Regions from separate parts of the Mus musculus genome. Here region 1 is linked to region 2. A link is a contact called in public Hi-C data. All regions are on one chromosome and are shown on one strand. Each heading gives the region's core, a stretch centred on a gene start, on an enhancer-like site or on the middle of the called end of the contact. The rest is flanking DNA. Distances are from core to core; before and after follow the strand shown. Region 1 holds the start of Txk (TXK tyrosine kinase). Region 2 overlaps Corin (corin, serine peptidase).

Region 1 (3,962 bases), core at 1,224-3,723, 420 kb before region 2:
TCTGTGGGAGTCCAGGATGCTGCCAAAGGAACTAGGGAGAAAGTGTTCCAAGCTGCCATGTGTTTTTCAAGAAGCCTGGTTGGACTTGGATCCCTGGATTAGTGAAAGTCTCCATCCCAACCCTGCACCAGGCCCTGATGTCCAGTTTCTCTCAGTGAATTTCGCTTGCAGTTTCCTTTTCCTCACGAGCTTCAGGAGAAGAAGCTAACCCAGTTCTTGTGGGTGCCAGAGGTTTTCCACAGAGATCCCTGTCCAGGCCTGGTACGAGGGTTCCAGTGTAGGGAAGTGAGTGCAGGCAGGGAGACGAAGTCTCTGCTGTGCCTTCCAGGTCGCTCAGTAACTCCAAGCCAATCTGAACTGAGTGGAGTGGGGCTGAGCCAATGAGAAGCCGACTATCCAGTGAGGAGTGGGGCGGGACCTCAGGTGGCTCTTCGGGAGAGAAGATCTCTTCCCAAGTGTTACATACAGCTTTTGGAACAAAAGACTCAGAGGAAGAAGTAGTTCTCACGTACCTTTAATTCCCTGAATGGATTTATATACAGTACTGGGGGTGATTCAGGGTTCGACAGCGGGTACCTCTCATTGGCTTGGACTGAGAGTTTGGGGGAAACCTTATTTGCATGTGGAAAGGCTTGGTGCTGTTCCTACGAGACTGATAGCATGTGCCTCTCCTGTGGGGGCTGTAACTTTGACAGGAGTCAGGGGTCCAGGAGACATGATGAAACGTCTTCTGTCCCATGTAGGTGGAAATTACCACCCTCTGGGTCCCACCAAGGTTCAAGACCTAAGCTCGATTGGAGACCAGGCTGTCTCTGCGTAGCCCGTTGCCCCACATGTTCCCATCAGTAGAAACCATTTCCTATCCAACACACTGTTCTTGGTATTTGAGAGCTCCCCCTTCCCATATCAGTAGCCCCTGTAATCCCTCCCACCCTGGAGCATGTGGTGAGCACACAGACTGGAGCTGGCTGCTGACTTCCCTCTGACCATGGAGAACCACCGATTTGGTTAAGAGTCTGTGCCGCCATATTGAAGGTTGGGCCGAAGGCTAAGCTCATTCCTTTTATAATGGATAAAAAAATGAAATATTCTCATCATAATGTGCCATATTCCTTCCAACTCCCCACATCACAAAACCATACACACTTTTTAATCAACTCCTTCAAGCAGCTGGTGATATGCAGGCATGCCTTACTATTATTGCTAAGATAGGCCCCACCTATCTTCTCCTTTTATCTGGATGAGCTGTGAAAGGAACCAGGGTGTGCTCAGGAAAGTTACAAGAAGGTTGAGTTCCTGTGTGAACAATTTGAAATACTCTTTCTTATCACATGTAGGTCTCAGGGGGCAGGATACATGTGTGTATGTGTGCATATGTGCCTGTGTGCATATGGGGGCTAGAGTTGATGCTGTGTGTTTTCTTCGATTGCTTTCCACCTTGTGTAGTGAGGTAGAATCTCTCATTGAACTCAGAGCTGGCTGATTTGGCTGGTCTAGCTAGCCAGTTTGCCCTCAGGATCTCTTGTCTCCATCTCCCAAGCACTTGGTTTACTGGTGGGAGACCGTGCTCTCTTGTCAATTATGTAACTTTTCTGGCTCTGAACTTGGGTCCTTATACTTCAGTGTCAAACACTTTGCTCACTGAGCCATTTCCATAGCCCATACAAATGCTTCCTATGGGAAAACAGAACAAATGAAAGGGAGCGCTCACGCTGTAGACTTGTTCATCCAACCGAGGTGCCAATGGGAACCTGTCAAAGCTGAGGCTAAATCTTTTCTTTTCTCTGTCCCTGTCTTTCTGTCTCTCTGTCTCTGTCTGTCTGTCTGTCTGTCTCTCTGCCTCTCCTGTCTCTGTCTGTATCTCTGTCTGTCTCTCTGTCTCTGTCTTTCTCTCTGTCTGTCAAGGTTTCTCTATGTAACCCTGGCTGTCCTGGAACTCTATGTAGACCAGGCTGGCCTTGAACTCACTCGCCTCTGCCTCCCAGAGTGCTGGGATTAAAGACTTTTGCCACCACACCTAGCTTCAGCCAGTTTTTAAAACAGATCTTTAGATTCTCCCCTAATCCCAAACCAAGTCTTTAGAGTCAGTCCTAAATCAGAGGGCCAAACATCCTAGTTTGGATATTCATGATCCTAGAAGTCGATTTTCCCTGTACCACTATGAGCCCTCCAGTAAGTAAAATTTCTTCTTGTATGGTCCTTTATTCCAGTATCAGCACAGGGAAGACAGTTTAAGTTGACTACTATGAAGGCCCCTTTTACCGAAATTCTGTGATTTCTTCAAAGTGTTTTCTAGACACACCCACAGCGTAGGTATAAGGAAGTGCTAACACTTCAGATCTGGATACAGAGCTCTGAAGTTTCTTATGTAGGCCACTGGGTTGTCATTCACACACTCTTGAGGTTTTCAGAACAGGAAATTAGGTGGGGTAAACTTTGCCTGTGAGAAACGTCACAGGCCAACAACTATGCTTTCAGTTGAAAGATGTGTTACCGTGAGTGGAACAGAGCTGAAGAACCAAGGCTTCTGTGTATGGCCAGCAAGCAGGGTCGCCATGATCCTGTCCTCTTGTGAGTAAGATGGGCTTTACCATTTAATGTCACAGCGTGTTTATGGGTGTGTTGCCTACTGGTGACCCCTAGGAGTGGGTTTTGCTAAAACAAGGAATTTGTGAAATCCTAAAGATGATTTCTTCAGATGTAGTGACAGGATTTTGTGGCTTAGTTAAATGTCCACTGCCTCTTGATAAAATTATATACTTGAGAATTGAGAATACAGATGACAATAGCAAAAAAAAAAAAAGTTGTGTACTTAGCATGTGTGGAAATTCGGTCAGTGTGATGGGATATGTTTGTTTTTTGAATGATAATGAACTCAGAGTTGAGGGTGAAGAGATCAGACTTTTCTGGTTTAGCCTCAGCTTTGACAGGTTCCCATTGGCACCTCGGTTGGATGAACAAGTCTACAGTGTGAGCGCTCCCTTTCTGCCTCCTCCTATAGCCGTCACAAGTAAACAGTGGGCAAAGCTGGCAAGCACATCAACTAATCTGAGAGTTGCTTTGAAAGACTTCAAGACGATTTTTGGAAGCACTCCACAGTTAAGACTCAAGAGAGGCTAATTATGTATAGGGGTTTAGGAAAGGAAAAAAAAAAGACGATCTCTGATTTTAATTCTAGATGCCCTGGGAATCAAACATCAGTAGAACTTAGTCATTCTAGATTAGGCCAGAATTCTGATTTATTTTTAGCTGGCAGTAGGAAAAAACTGACCGAATTTTACATATCTCTTTAAGCCACAGCACGTTATTAGGACCTCCAGACATTGGTAGGATTTATAAAAATAATCAAATGCTATTTTTGTTGTGCCTTCCTGAATATGATTTACAGTTTGATTCACTAAGAACAAAACAAGACAATAACAACAACAACAGCAACAGCAACAAAAAGGTTTCTTGTTATCAGAAATAGGCCAAGCAGCTCAAGACAGAAAAAGATACAAAGAATTGTCACGAGTCCCCACCTCCCCAAGGGCAGAATAATGTTGAGCAGATGCAGAATATGGACTTTTAAAGGCTTTGATTGTTTCTCATGAGATCAGAACCAGGGGAAGGAAGGCCATGTGTTATGACAGGAAAGGCTCAGCTACGTGTAAGGCAAGTAGATGCAGAGGCTGTCTAGGGATGAAGTGGGAGACTACTTATCTATGGGGTCTTAGATTTCCCCGTGGCCTGGGGGGGGAGGAATGGTTTTAATGCAATGTCCCTGTACCATCCAGTGTCTGTCTGTCTGTCTGTCTGTCTGTGTCCTTCTGCCATGAGCCATAGCTAAACCACTCCATTTTCTTCTGCGTGAAATAATGAGTATTCGCCATTGACAAGGCACCACCAAGTGCCCTCCAGGGTGTTTTAAACTTAAGGATGCTTATTTGTATGCGCCAAACACATTGACTGTTCAAGGGGCT
Region 2 (3,763 bases), core at 418-2,917:
TTTACTTCCTCTGTTCTTACCACCTTTATCTCCAAGAGATGTTTGCTTGTACAGACTTTTCTAACAAAAAGTATACGTAAAGGAAACACAAATGTCATAGAATACCCAAGGTTGGAGAGTGCATACACAGTAAATAATGAATGCCATTGTTGTGGTAATGTTGTTGGTATGAGTACACACTGCAGAAGGCCTTGTGCCCGGTGATCTGTCCCTCTGCTTGTTTTTTTTTTTATTAGTCCCTTCTAAGTGTACAAACTCTTCATTCATTTCAAAGGTCTCTTTGTATCAAGCTTCTTTCTCTCATCTCCCACTGATGTAGTGGTTTTTCTACCACCATCACTACCACCACCACCACCACCACCACCACCACCACCACCACCAACAACAACAACAACAACAACACCACCACCACCATCAACAACAACAACAACATCAATCGGTAACACTTTCTGTGTTTGCACTGCTTTCTGATGGAACGAGCTTAGGCTATTGGGCAGAGTTCAGGGTTCCTTTTGAAAGACATCATATCATAACATTGCAGTTAGGGTTGGCAGCCTCTGCCAGCTGGAAACCCTGAATCCCATTCAGTGAACTCATTCATTGAATATCTATCATTCATTGAATATCTATCATTCATTGAATATCTGTCTGGACCTAAGGCCACTCCAGGTGAATGGCCTGTGCAGGTCTCTTATCATTTATCTTTCCCATGTTTGGGTGATAAAACACTCCAAACTTAATTTTAGCTCAGTAAAATTTCTATTCTGGTAAAGAATTTTGATCCTTGTTTTGAATAACCATTTTTAACAATGAGATTTTTTTCCCCAGTGAATTCCAAGAATCCTGAGTTAATCATCTATGAGAGCTCTCCTAATTCTTTATGATAGGTCTGATGAGACATAGCTTTTAAGAGTATCCTTATTTGGTCACTACTTTGAGATTTAGATAATCTTAACGTTTATTTTTACTTATTTATTTATTTTTGAGAACCAGAGTTTGTTGTTCCTTAGATGAAGTGAAGTTGCATTTAAATTAACTATGGATTCAGTGTCTAGACTGAGCTAACCACTGTTCTCAGAGAAATTACTGACATCAGAAAAGTCAATGGAGCAGTTTACGATAATCAGATAGGCAGGTCTTGAGGTCGAGGACAGCCTAGACTACAGGTGAAACCATTTCAAAACCTAAAACACATAAAAGTTCAAAGCTATGAAATCTTTTCTTTCCTACCCTCACAGGACAGTCAGGACCCTGGTTCTCCTGAGTCATCTAGTTACAGTAGAATCTTGGCATATCTTAGAAGACATTCAAACACATTACACTTAACCAAATGATATGTAGGAGATGTAGCCTAAAGTGCTTGCTCCTTGAAGGGAAATTGAAGTTCAAGTTGTAAACCCACAATCCTTATCTTTTCCAAACCGTTTCAATTTTCCATAGTAATTGATGAGGTTTCCAACCTTAGATCTCTGGCCCAGGAAAGTAATGAATTTTGCACCTGGCTCCTAAAAATGAGTTTTGTAAGTACTTAACATGGGAGGGGCCTCTTTCGTGAAACACAGATGGTCTCTGTTTGTAGGCTGAAATTACATTTTAAGATTGCACGCACGAATTTACATCTCTAGGTTTTGGCATATGTGCTTAAAAGCATGACTCGCTTTATAGATGAGCCGTGCATGTTGGCACGCAGACTCAGAAAGCAAAAGGAACAACTCAGGAAGGATGCTAACACATAGCTGCTTTTTCACGTTTTTTCATTTCCCGTGTGTTGATTTGGATCTTTGGTTAGGCATGCTGTTCTGTTCACAGAGCAGAATGGAGACTGCCGTGAGCTCCTACTTTCAGAATCACACGATTCATAGTCACCACAGACATCCACAGTCTTTGAGAAGAAACCAGGCCTTTATGCTAAAATTTTTTTTAACCTTATTCAATTATATTTCACCATCAATTTCAACTCTGCATCTAATAGCTTTTTCTTCTGTTTCCAGGTTGTAAAGAGAGAGCTCTTTGGGAATGTCCATTTAATAAGCAATGTCTGAAGCATACATTAATCTGCGATGGGTTTCCAGATTGTCCAGACAGTATGGATGAAAAAAACTGCTGTAAGCGCCTTTATGAACTTGCTAACAGTGTTGTGTATTTCAAGTACACATTGCTTCACTTTAAATATAAGCTAGAAAGTTGGAAATACACATGAAAAGCTTTTAGTTTGTTTAGTTCTTTTGACCATACTTATGTCTACAAAGATATATATTCCAAGAAGACTAATGTTTTTTAAATACATACAAATAATATTCTAACAACATGAAAACATTAAAAGACCTCATGCTAGTATCCAAAATGTAAGACATAAAATTTAACCATAAGATGAAACACAATGTCAACATTAAACTCACACTCCTGAGTTATTTGATCTGGGTTCGTTATGTATCTTTAGTTGATGTGTTAGTTGGTTTCCCATTAGTTAACAGGCTACCCAAGGAGAATCAATGTAAGAAGTTGGGTTTATTTTGCTTAGAGTTTGGGATGTTTCAGTCCATGATTTAGAGGAGAGGAAACAGCAGAGAAGCATATTAACTTCAAGGCTGTGTATTAGGAAAGAAAAAGAAGAGGCTGCAGTCCCACCATGTCCTTCAAGATCATGTCTTCACTGGCTGCACGATGTCCCTCGCATCTCCCTTTTTAAAAAAGCAGTTCTTCAGCTTTCCAATAATATTGCAGGCTTGAGACTAAGCCTCTAAGAAATGGCCTCAAAGGACACTTATCTCAAAGACAGCACTTGAAGAACAGGAGATACACAGTAGTATGGGCAGCGTTGTCCTGAGTTTTAGAAATAAATATACATATGCTAAGAAAAACACCGGAAGATCATGAAAAGTTTGCCCTTGCCTGTGGTGGTGGTTTTAAGTTTTGTGTGCTTTTGAAATCTTTTACGTCTAGATGATATACAGCCATCATCTGTAGTACTAGTTTAAAATATCTTTAGGCATTTAACTTACAATTAACAGAAAGCTCAACAAAAAAGTGAATACATTTATTGTGTATATTGTACATGTCTTATATTACTACAGTAAAAGTCATGGCAGAATGAATTCACAAGGCTACAGTGGAGTAGAGAAATACATCATCTTGTCTGTGACCCTTTCCTTTCAGCCTGACCTCAGGGTGGGTGAGCGGCCTTGATCACGTTCAGTAGGAAGAAGGGAGGATTCAGCTCCTTCCTCTGGAATATCACTAAAGGACTCCCCATGGGTCAGCACTGGGCAGGGTGACAGCCTGTAGCAAGGGGCTTCTGTGAGGATTAGAAAAGACATTTTCTACAAACACCCAAAGCATGGCTCCAGGCAGGGATTAGGAAAAGCTGCCTGCACCAGCCTGGCCTGGTTCCAGGCTAAGGCCCATGGTGTGGTGAGCAGAGTTTAGTTGCATGCTGTTTTGCAGGGCATAAATCATAAAATCATAGAGCAAAGACCTGTTGTGGAATTGCATTTAATCCTGGACTGATTATGACTCTCAGATAAGAATAGTCAGCAAAAAGCCATGCCAATGTTACACTAATCAATGTCTTCCTCTGGGATGTGGGATGGTTGGTATGAAGCCCTGGACAACATCAGGTTTCCTTTTCATGGACGAAAGACGGGAAATGGATGCTAAGTAGGCAATCAAGGAGATTTACTATAATTTTAAAAAAATCAAAAAGAGATTTGTATGTGACCCAGACAGTAATTTAATAGTAGGATCCCTAAGAAGCGATCTATGC

The links. A called contact is a pair of places that touch in the nucleus more often than the background predicts.
Region 1: a contact with region 2 is called in a Hi-C map of cortical neurons, with 2.5 times the contacts expected there. The contact joins the promoter of Txk here to the enhancer-like site in region 2. A contact is called at or near these places in 14 of 39 promoter capture datasets (the 3T3-L1 cell line, the C10 cell line, the HPC-7 cell line and 9 more), 7 of 484 Hi-C or Micro-C datasets (cerebral cortex, cortical neurons, embryonic stem cells and 2 more), 2 of 115 datasets of contacts at active chromatin or transcription factors (astrocytes and large pre-B cells) and 1 of 9 other capture datasets (embryonic stem cells).

What each region holds. Positions count from the first base shown.
Region 1 is chr5:72,751,288-72,755,249 of GRCm38.p6, reverse strand. It overlaps Txk (TXK tyrosine kinase), which reads left to right and starts at 2,473. Exons shown (of 15, transcript NM_001122754.2): 1 at 2,473-2,571. The coding sequence starts at 2,556.
Region 2 is chr5:72,331,010-72,334,772 of GRCm38.p6, reverse strand. Corin (corin, serine peptidase) reads left to right here. Exons shown (of 22, transcript NM_016869.3): 14 at 1,992-2,105. Among named protein-coding and RNA genes, the nearest start is that of Gm23712, 86 kb to the left of the region's middle. Within about 2 kb of position 1,667, at least 3 of the 459 cell types and tissues checked have an H3K27ac peak or open chromatin away from gene starts, as enhancers often do. A contact at or near this core is called in cortical neurons, where this site is marked.